2 separate regions of the Oryctolagus cuniculus genome follow, and region 1 is linked to region 2. Evidence: chromatin contacts called from public Micro-C data. All regions are on one chromosome and are shown on one strand. Each heading gives the region's core, a stretch centred on a gene start, on an enhancer-like site or on the middle of the called end of the contact. The rest is flanking DNA. Distances are from core to core; before and after follow the strand shown. Region 1 holds the start of RFLNB (refilin B). Region 2 overlaps VPS53 (VPS53 subunit of GARP complex).

Evidence for each region. Hi-C and Micro-C count contacts between places; a contact is called where the count stands out from the background.
Region 1: a Micro-C map of ear pinna shows a contact between it and region 2, with 5 times the contacts expected there. The contact joins the promoter of RFLNB here to the enhancer-like site in region 2. A contact is called at or near these places in 2 of 6 Hi-C or Micro-C datasets (ear pinna and psoas muscle).

What each region holds. Positions count from the first base shown.
Region 1 is chr17:46,650,036-46,654,955 of mOryCun1.1, forward strand. RFLNB (refilin B) reads left to right here and starts at 2,683. Exons shown (of 3, transcript XM_051824574.2): 1 at 2,683-3,043. The coding sequence starts at 2,819.
Region 2 is chr17:46,538,858-46,544,060 of mOryCun1.1, forward strand. It overlaps VPS53 (VPS53 subunit of GARP complex), which reads left to right. Exons shown (of 23, transcript XM_070061172.1): 9 at 1,819-1,897; 10 at 4,737-4,880. Among named protein-coding and RNA genes, the nearest start is that of TLCD3A, 63 kb to the left of the region's middle. Within about 2 kb of position 1,639, at least 3 of the 8 cell types and tissues checked have an H3K27ac peak or open chromatin away from gene starts, as enhancers often do. A contact at or near this core is called in ear pinna, where this site is marked.

The DNA of each region.
Region 1 (4,920 bases), core at 1,433-3,932, 110 kb after region 2:
AGTGCTTGGGCCCTGCACCCCATGGGAGACCAGGAGAAGCACCTGGCTCCTGCCTTCAGATCAGCGCTATGTGCTGACCGCAGCACGCTGGCCGCAGTGGCCATTGAGGGTGAACCAACGTAAGGAAGACCTTTCTTTTTGTCTCTCTCTCTCACTGTCCACTCTGCCTGTCCAAAAAAAAAAAAAAAAAAAAGAAAGAAAGAAAGAAAAAGAAAGGTGCATAGAGGGGCGAGCGAGCAGGGCGGGCAGCAGGGGTCCCAGCTGGGGCTGAGGGGGACTGTCCTGCTGTCCCCAAGTTCAGACAGCCTCTTGGCCTGTAGGACCCAGGAGCCTTGAGCAGAAACCTTAAGAAAAGGAGCCAGGAGGGTAGATCTGGAGCAGGAGAGGAAGAGGGGTTTGGAATTGCAAGGTCGTATTAGTGTTATGAAGATCTGATTATTGGTCTTGCCCTGCAGGGTTCAAGTCTGACTCCTGGAGCAGGGCAGGCATCCAGGAAACCAGCAGGAGGGGCCCGGGCCCTCCCACCAGCCGCAACACCCGCAGCCGTGTCTGGAGCTTTGGCAGACATGGCACCCATCCCGGGTGGCCGGTGAAGCCGCTGGACCACCGGCTGGTGACCAGTGAGAGGCCCTAGCGGGGGCCGGGGGGCCGGGAGAGCATTGCACAGCTGGGCCTTATTGAGGCTGGGACAGTGGGATTGGAAAAAAGCAAAGCAAATGGGTCAGAGGCCTCTGTGTGAGCAGATTTGTTCCTGTGCACAGGGCACAAGACAGACGCCTTCTCAGATCTCTGGAACTCTCCATCTGGGGTTGGGGGTCTTGCAATCGCGCGGGGCCAGCAGCAGCCAGGTTCCAGGTGGGAGCTTGGCAAGTGGTGGGTGAGCCTTCCCCTCTCATCCTCAGTTCTCCCCAAACCCCAGCTCACTTGCAGTAAAGACCCAAGACTGCAAAACAACGCCTTTTATGTCTCCAGCGAGCACGAGGAGTTCCCAGCAGTAGGAAGCTGCAAACCACAGCCGCCCCCAGCCTGCATGCACTGCACGTTCTGCTTTGAATTAGGGCTGCAAGAGGAGTGCCCTGGAGGCCTGGGGCTGAGGGAAGGACACACTCAGCCCAAGGTCACCACGTGGAGCACAGTGGCTGCCCCAAGGGCTCCCACCCTCCTTCCTTCCCAGGCAGCCGCCACAGGCTGTGCACTGTGGGATCCTAGAGGCCGCCCCTCAGGGGTGGCAGCTCAGAGCAGCTGGTTCCCTAGGGTTGACCACAGCGAGGGCTCTTCCCGGCCCGCAAGTTCTGGTCCACCTGACTCTCTGAGTGGAGCCAGGAGCGCAAGTTGCTGATGTGAGGCCTCCTTGCAAAAATCCCTTCCGGCCTTTATTTTCTGGGGACTCGGGAAGGCTCTTTTTTGTGCATTTGGGGAGGGTTGGAAGAATCAGCCCCTGGCTCCCAGGCAGGGGGCCTCCAGGGTGGACCTCGCCCAGGGGCTGATCATCTGCCTCCTTGCCAGCTGCCTGTGACATCTGCTGTCCACTGGGCTCAGCAGACCCCCGTCTGTGCAGGGAAACCAATGGTCTCCCAGGTGACACAGGTCAAAATGGAGACAGTTACAGACAGAAAGGGAGAAACAGAAAGATCATCCATCTGGTGGTTCACTCCCCCAAATAGCTGCCACTGCTGGAGCTGGGCTGATCCGAAGCCCGGAGCCAGGAGCTTCTTCCGGGTCCCCCACGTGGGTACAGGGGCCCACACCATTGCAAAAAGCTGGCTCAGAAGTGGAGCCACTGGGACTCATATAGGATGCCAGCACTGCAGGCGGCAGCTTTACCTGCTACGCCACACCGTAGGCCCCAATCTCCAGGCTCTTGGTTGAACTCCACCAGAACCCCTAGGGCTGAGGGGTGCCCCCTGTGCATGCGGGTCAGGCGGATCCCGGGAAAGGTGCTGGCTCTGGGGTCAGTCCAGACCCCCTGAAACCAGGTCCTGCCCGCAACGGGGCTTCTCTGCGAAGCCAGAGGCCAGGGCAGACGTCTGGGTCTGCTCAGTGCGGGGTTCCCCGGGGGCGCGCAGCCCACAGCTCCCGTGGCGGCGGCGGGGAAGCTGCCTCCCCCCACTGCGGGGCCCTGGCCCCCGAGGCGGCGCCCGGGCAGCCGGCTGAGCTCATCCACGTCACCGTCTCCCCTGCCGAGTGGGCCCCCACCGAAACCAGGGCCCCCGGGAGCCCCGCGGTGGGCCCTCTTTCCTCCGGGCCGCCGTGAGCGTCGGCAGTGGCCGGAGCCATCCGACGCACATTAACTATTAATAATTTCCAGTTGTGAGCTCGCTGTGGCCGGCTCTCCGCCGGCTGCCCCCGACCGCCAGTTCTGGAGAGCCCGGGGCGAGCGCCTCCCAGCCCGCGGGCACAGGGCTTTGGCGCGGGGGTGGGCGAGTGGGTGGGGGAAGGTACCCGCGCCCACCTGTAGCCTGGTGGGGGTCGACGGCGCTGGGGGTGCCTCTCCCGCCCGCCCGGCGCCCCCTGCAGCGCCGGTGGGCAGCAGCCGGGGGCGGGCTCGGCGGCCCGGCGGAGCTCGGCGCGGGCGGCGCACGGCGGGAGCGCAGCGGCCCCTGGCGCCGGTCCTCGCGGCGGGGCCTGTGAGGGCTGGGCCGGCCCGGGCGCGGCGGGCCGGGGCGGGGCGGAGGGCGGGCCCCGGAGCGCGGCCGCCGGCGAGACCCGGACGGCGCGCGCGGGCGGCCGGGCAGGGAGGGCGGCCGGGCGGGCAGCGGCCCCGGCCCGCGTCTGCGCCCCTCGCGGCCCTCGCTCGCCCGCGACCCCGCGCCCAGCCATGGTGGGCCGGCTGAGCCTGCAGGATGTGCCCGAGCTCGTGGACGCCAAGAAGAAGGGCGACGGCGTCCTGGACAGCCCGGACTCGGGGCTGCCCCCCAGCCCCAGCCCCAGCCACTGGGGGCTCGCGGCGTCTGCGGGCGGCGGCGCGGGCGGCGGCGGCGGGGAGCGCGCGCCGGCTCCGGGGGCGCTGGAGCCCGACGCGGCGGCGACCCCCGCGGCCCCGGTGAGTGGCCCAGATCTGACTCCTTCCCTCCCCAGCGCGCCCGTCCCCCCACCCCACCCCGGCAGGCCGTGTCGCCCTGCCTGGGACGCGCCGTCGGCGTGGCTGTCGCCGGGAGCCCGGGCGGGAGCAGCGCGATACTGGCCAGCTGGAGTCGGAGGCTGGAAAGTTGTCGTCGCCTGGGAGGCGCGCGGGGGCCGGGAGAGGCGCGCCGCTGTCCCCTCCCTCGGGTGGCCGCCCCCGGTGGCCGCCAGGCTGCGGCTCAGCCACGTTCGCTCCCGGGTCGGGCGGGCGGGCGGGGCCCCCGGGACCTGGCACGGGACCCCAGCCTGCCTTCCGAGGCCCGTGAGCCCACTCCGCTGTGCCCCGGGCTCCCCGATTCTGAGAGCAAGCGCGCCCTGCTTTCGGTCACTCCCTAGCCTTGACTTCCTGGCGGCGGCCCCTGTCCCGAGAGCGCCCGAGTGTCCCGTGTGTCGCAGGTGGCTGAGGCCTTTTCAGTATTAAGCCTTTTACTTTACTTTACTTTTTTTTTTTTTTACTCAACGAAAAAATCTCCACCACAGTTTACTGCCCTCTGCCCCGGGGCTGAAGTCGTGGTGGCCCCTTAAGGACCTGCACTGCCCCTGCCTCCAGGGGAGCCTCCGGGGTTTGCAGCCTTGCTGCAGGCTGGCCTGCTCCCCTCCCCTCCCCTCCCCTCCCCTCCCCTCCCCCCTGACATTCACAAGGTCTATTACCTCTTCCAGCAAGGTCTTGCTGGCCCTTCAGTGCCCAGCCCGGGTCACCTCCTCTGGGAAACCTTCCCCGATGTTCCCCAGAGCCGTGCCAGGGGCGCTTTGTGCTTGGGGCTGGGGGGTTATAACCTCGGCTGCCCCACCCCCTCCCCGAGGTGCACCTGGGGCAGGGTGGGTGCACGGGGAGCGTCTGTTGATGGGCAGGAAGGGGAGAGAAGGGCAGAGAACCCGGTGCTGGTGTGGATACCTGGGAGAAGGATGTGGGGTGTGTGTCGGGGAGCTGCCTGGGAGGTGCCCCCTGCTGTCCGGGTGTGGGGCTGCGGCCAGAGCATGGCCCAACTGTCCCAGTCAGAGGCTGTTTCCAGAAGCTGATTCTCGCCTCGACCGTGACCTCTGCCTGGACTTAGGACACTCCCCACCCAGACCCGGAAGCCGAGTGCTCAGGACCCTCTGCCCGGTCCTGTCCAAGTCTCTGTGGGCTTTTGCATTGCCCCCTGTGCCCCTGTTTGCCCCTGCTCGTGGCCTGTCATGCAGGGGGTCTCTCAGGCCGCCTGCAAGGTGTTGAGGAGGGGCTGCCGCCACCACACCTGGGCCCAGGTGTTTTTCCTTCTCAGATCAGAGAATGACAGGTGCTTACGCAAGGAGGGCGCGCAGGGGCTGCTGACTTTGCACTTAATGCAGAAGCTCTGACCCCAGTAGCCGGGTGGGACCGGCCGTCACATCGGGGCTGGCACTGTCACCGTGAAGCAGGGCCCCTGATGCTTGTGCAGGCTGGAGAACCAAGGGCAAAGTGGAGAACATCCTGGGGTTCACCTCACCCATGAACTTGCGCTTGCCGGCTTCCTGCTGTGGGATGGGTGCTGATCCCACAGCCCCAGAAACGCAGGAAGTTGCACCAAATCCTTAGCTGAGAAAAACTCCCAGTGGTGATTTTTGTCAGAGCCTTCTCCAGAGTGTCCCAGAGAGAGCGTGGTTGGGGGCTCTGCGGGTCAGGTCTGCTTTGCAGGCTGCCCCTGGCCTGAACATGGCTCAGTGTCCTCTGACAGTGCAGGGGGCAAGGACGGGGATTTGAACCCAGACCTCCTGGCTCCCTGTCCAGTGCTCTTCCCAGGTGTGGCTCAGCCCTTGATCCCCACAGCTGGAGGCTCA
Region 2 (5,203 bases), core at 389-2,888:
AAACAGACTGCAGATCATGGCAAGGAGGTCTACAAATCATTGTCTGTCAGTTCACTTCTGTGCTCTGGTAGTGCCAAAACCCTGTGACGGACGCCTGTTGCCTTTTCAGCCACCTTAGTCTCAGAGTCAGAAAGAATGTGGGTGAGGAAATGTCGGGGTAGTGGGCGTGAAGAGACGTTGCTGGGTCTGTTGTGATTATCATGGAGGTGATCAGGAGCCCTGGGAGTACGGCCCCACGTGCTTCTGGCCAGGGGTAAGCCTTCCCCTCCAGAGATTGTCCTGGTTGAGAAGGGAACTCGTGCTGTGTCTGTGCTTCCAAGGGGAGGGAAGGAACAGAGGGATGACTGCGGGAAGCTGTGTCTTGTGACCTGGCACCGAAGGAGGCCATCTGTTGGCCCATGCTGTGGGAGTCACAAGATGCTCTGAGGTGCAGTTTTGTGAATGTTCCTTTCTCTCCTATCTGAGTTCACGCTCTAGGGATGTTTCCCATTGTCTGTTGGGCAACTTTAGATGATGGCCCTGATTCTGATCTGGGAGGCGAGGCTATTCCAGTAATAGCCTTATCTCAGCCACTTCTGGCTGAGAAAACTTTGAAAACTGACTTTAAAAGGTTGCAAGCACACCTATGAGAAAAGTTTGAAAGTTTGAAAAGTCTGAAAAGTTTTAAAGATAGTGGAAAAACCCTGGAAAGTATTTGGAATAAGGCATAATTATAACTATGCCACAGAAAAAACAGACTGTTGTGAGTTGTGCCTATCCCATCATTAAAAAAAAAAAAAAAAAAAAAAACTCAGCAAGTTGCCAGGTACTCCTTCGTAGCCAAAGAAATTGTGGTTTTGAGCTGTTCACTATTTCTAGAAACTTCATAAAGTTAATTCCAAAGTAGCAGGGTGGAGACCAAGAAAGGAAGCATGCTGTTTTATGCTGCTTTCACAGAGCTGAAGTATTTGTCTCGGGCTCAGGCACTTCAGCAACACCCCTAGAGCCTAGTTTCCCTCCGGCTCTGGGAGTCTGCTGGCACGAGGCGTCCACCAGCATAAGGCAGCTAGTGCAGGACGGGGAGGGTGCGACCACGTGCAGGGGGTGCTGACGGGCAGACCGTTCCTTCCTCATCCTAGCACTTTTCCCATCTTCTGTTTGATTCAAGACAGTTAACATCTTGAACTCCTGGTACACATGCAAACCGCTGTTAAGTACTGACCTCCTCTCTTTGACTGGGTGCCTTGCGGTTCAGTCTTCATCTTCACAGTCTGCTGAGCATTGATAATGATGCAGTGGCCTTCGCTGTTAGTTAGCAGTTCATCTTATAATTGAGCTCTTTTTCTTTTTACTTTAGAAAACATTCGTTCTGTTCATGTGTTTAAAAATGTTGATCCTTTTGGTCTCTAAGTTTAAAACAAAGCAAAACAAAAACACCCCGAAACAGTTTGGAGCCTTCTTCCCCTCATCCCATTCTCCAAGGAGCCAGAGAACAGTTATACCAGCAATCCAAAATGGGCTTATATTTGATTTGGGTGTCATTATGTATATGACATTCTCCCATAGCATAACTACCCTTCTATGAAATGTTGTGAAGGCTAACACAGATTACCTCACAGCAGGTGGAGGGTGGCCTTGAACAACTCTGGACATACAAAAATTCCATCAGGTGCTGGGTCCCGATCCTGTAAACCTGCGGCCAACTAGAGCGTGGCCACGCTCATCCAGCCAAACACTCTCCTGCAGCCCGCCTGGATGCTGTCTGAAGACTTCCACAGTTTTACTCCTTATGGATTGTGTGTTTGGTGCCGATGCTGATGTGTGCTCTTCTTATCACAGAGTGAAAGCTGCGCAGACTGAGTTAGGACAGCAAATCCTGGCAGATTTTGAAGAAGCATTTCCTTCCCAGGGTACCAAGGTACTATTTTGCACTTTCCCTCAGTCTTTAGGTATTATTACTAATCTTGCCTACCTAATTCATGTTCATTATAGTTGCCATTCATTTATCATTCCAAAAGTAGTCGCTGGCAGCAAATATATGTTTGCTGAAAATTGAGAGTAATGAGACTGACCTTGATTTTTAAATATTTCCAGAGTGATGTTCTCCCAGCCTTAAAAATTAAGGATTTATTTTGGTTTCATTTAGTCTATGTCAAACTTTGTATATTGTCTGCCCTAAACATTTCTTTTTTTTTTTTTTCCCTCATGGCTGTGTTTGAAAAAAAAAATCTTCAAGCCACAGTGTTTTTTAGGATTGTTACATAATTTATGGGTTTTGGTTTGGTGAAAAGACAACGGGGAGGAGTATCCGCAGACTTATGTAATTCTCAGGGTGACACCATGAGACTCACTTCTAATGAACATAATCCTGTTCTTTGGAATGACTGCCCTTTAGCTCTCACTGGTAGCAGAGCTGTTTGTGTTGTGTCTGCGAAGCCCACAGTATTCTGTGTGTGAGCTATTGGTTACTCTTCTCATATAACAAGCTTTCCTGCACTTAGCTGGACTTAGTTAACTGCTGTTAGCTCTCTCCTTCAAATTGTAGCAGATGTCATCCTAATGCTTTGCATGTGTCCAAGAGGGGAAAATCCTCAGAATCTTTTTTCTGTATTATTTGAGCTATTTCAAGAGAAAGAATTGTTAAGGGCAGAAATGAACCGAAGCACACACAGGCTGTCAGCCCTCCCTGCGGCACTGGGTGGGGGGAGGGGGGTATGGTTTCACTCCTGGGCCAAGGGACATTTCCTGGATCTACTTTATAATTCAATAACTGGAAATATCTTAAGCATTTGTTCTTTGTGCTCCATAAAGGAAACTTAGGAAGTAGGGGGGAGTGGCCGCCCCAGCTTTATTTAGGAAAACTGCTCCAGACTTTCATGTCGTTTTGTGGCTATCTGCAGGTAATCAGGTATTTATTTGTAAAGTACTGTTCTTGGAGACGTCATCTTCCTTAGTTCTCTGATATAACTGCAGGCAGGTGGCAGATGTTGACAAGCCATTATTCCTGTTGTGCTACTTGAGGAACATGCAGGGCAGAGCAGTCGAAAGGGACTGTGGGGACAGTCTCTGACTGTGAGCGCCACTGTCTGATCTCAGGCTCGAGCCAGTTCAGAAGGACGTGAGTGAGGCTAGTCTTAATTACGTAGAAGGAACCAACCATGAACTGCTTTCTGTCTTTTTTCCCAGGTCCCACCAGGCGGATGAAATTAAAGGGTTTTCTTTACGATTCATCTGTCTTCTCTCTGGCTCTGTGACTTGTTGTTATTTTAAACAGTTTTGTTTTTTACAAAGATTTATTTATTTACTTTGAAAGTCAGAGTTACACACAGAGAAGGAGAGGCACAGAGAGAGAGAGAGAGAGAGAGAGGTCTTCTATCTGCTGGTTCATTCCCCAGATGGCTGCAACTGCCGGAGCTGCGCCAATCTGAAGCCAGGAGCCAGGAGCTTCTTCCTGGTCTCCTACATGGGTGCAGGGGCCCAAGGACTTGGGCCATCTTTTACTGCTTTCCCAGGCCATAGCAGAGAGCTGGATTGGAAGTGGAGCAGCTGGGACTTGAACTGGCGCCCATATGGGATGCCGGCACTGCAGGTGGTGACTTAACCTGCTATACCACAGTGCCGATGTTTCTTTTTCCTTGTCAGAGGTATTGATTTCTCTTAAAGGCCTTGTGTTATTATTCCTATTTTACAAATGGAATCAAGATATTTTTTAAAGTATCCAAGATAACTTAATCATGTTTTTATATGTGAAAAAAATCCATGAACAAAAAAGTTTTGACCTCTCTGACTTCTTTGTCAAATGAAACACTCTCATCCAAAAGCAAGGGTTGAGTAGTTAGTGTGTTGGGGATGATGTGACAACCATCCAGTGTGGAGCAAATCAGTATTCTAACAGTTTAGTTCTCAGGCAACACTTTTAGGTCTTAGGGAAACACTTAAATACCACTGAGATGCATAGGAGTGGACAAAATTGACCAAAAACAAAAAAAGATTTAGAATTACCTTATTCATTTACCTAAAGTCCATTATTTTTCAGATGAGGTTGAATAACTGCACCAGTGATACGTGGCTTCCTAACCAAGCCAAGAGTAGATTCCAAGTGTTCTTTTTCCTATAGTCCCCTCAGCCAGCCACACTCATCCAGTGGTTTCCTATCAAGAAAGGTTCAGCTAGATTGAAATAGTTTCTATAATAACGAAGGTCTTCCCTTGGTGGCGAGTCAGTGTCCTTCCACTATTCTTTGCAGGTCAAGGGGCCAATATCACAGTATGTTGCTTTTGGCTGCCTGTCTGGCTCCGACAATATTTGGCACAAATACAGCACTATAAGAGTAGGCGTCCCAGAGTGGGGAGTCAGGGAAGTGCCACGCGTTGAGTAAGGCTAGTGTCGCTCTGACTTTTAGGCCTCTCTGACAGAGTCTTGGACATCAGATGCTAGTGTCTTTCTGACTTTTTTAAATCTTTTCCATTTGGCATTCAGAAAGTAAAATTCCCTACGGTCTTTGCTGGCCTTGTTTTCCGAAATGTCTCATTGCTGATTCACAGGGTGGTTTTTCTGATGGCTACTGCGAGACTAGCTTAATGATGCTTTCATCAAGGAACAAGCAACTAAAATATGCATCCACAGTAGGGAGAATGAGTGTCAAGGGAGTGGGGATAATGATAACAGTGAGAAACAGGCTGCAGCAGCTGTCAGAGACCGTGAGATTTGAAGACTGCCTCTGGCTTCTGAACTGGTGCATGTCGTTTGTTTCCTAGAGGCCAGGAGGACCCAGCAATGTCCTACGAGATGCGTGTCTGGTTGCTAATATTTTGGACCCCAGAGTCAAGCAGGAAATCATCAAAAAGTTTATTAAACAGCACCTGTCAGAATATCTAGTGCTTTTTCAAGAAAATCAAGATGTAAGTATTGATCAAATGAGATCAGATGTAACATTTGCGTTTTATTGAAAAATGAAGGCTGTCAGGCCTACTGATTTATATGTCGTTAGAATACTATCTTATAGTGTTGCTTGTTGAACCATGAATCCTGGTGGTAGACTTTACAGCTCTGTGGTTCTTAACCATTTTGAAGTCATTCAGTCTCTGGAAAAATTAATGAAATCTATGGATCTTTTCCCCAGAAAAAAAGCACTTATGCATAAAACTTTACATACAGTTTTAGGAAATTTGTAGACCCCTGAAGCCCAACTGTGGACCTCAGGTTAAGAACCTGTGGATCACAT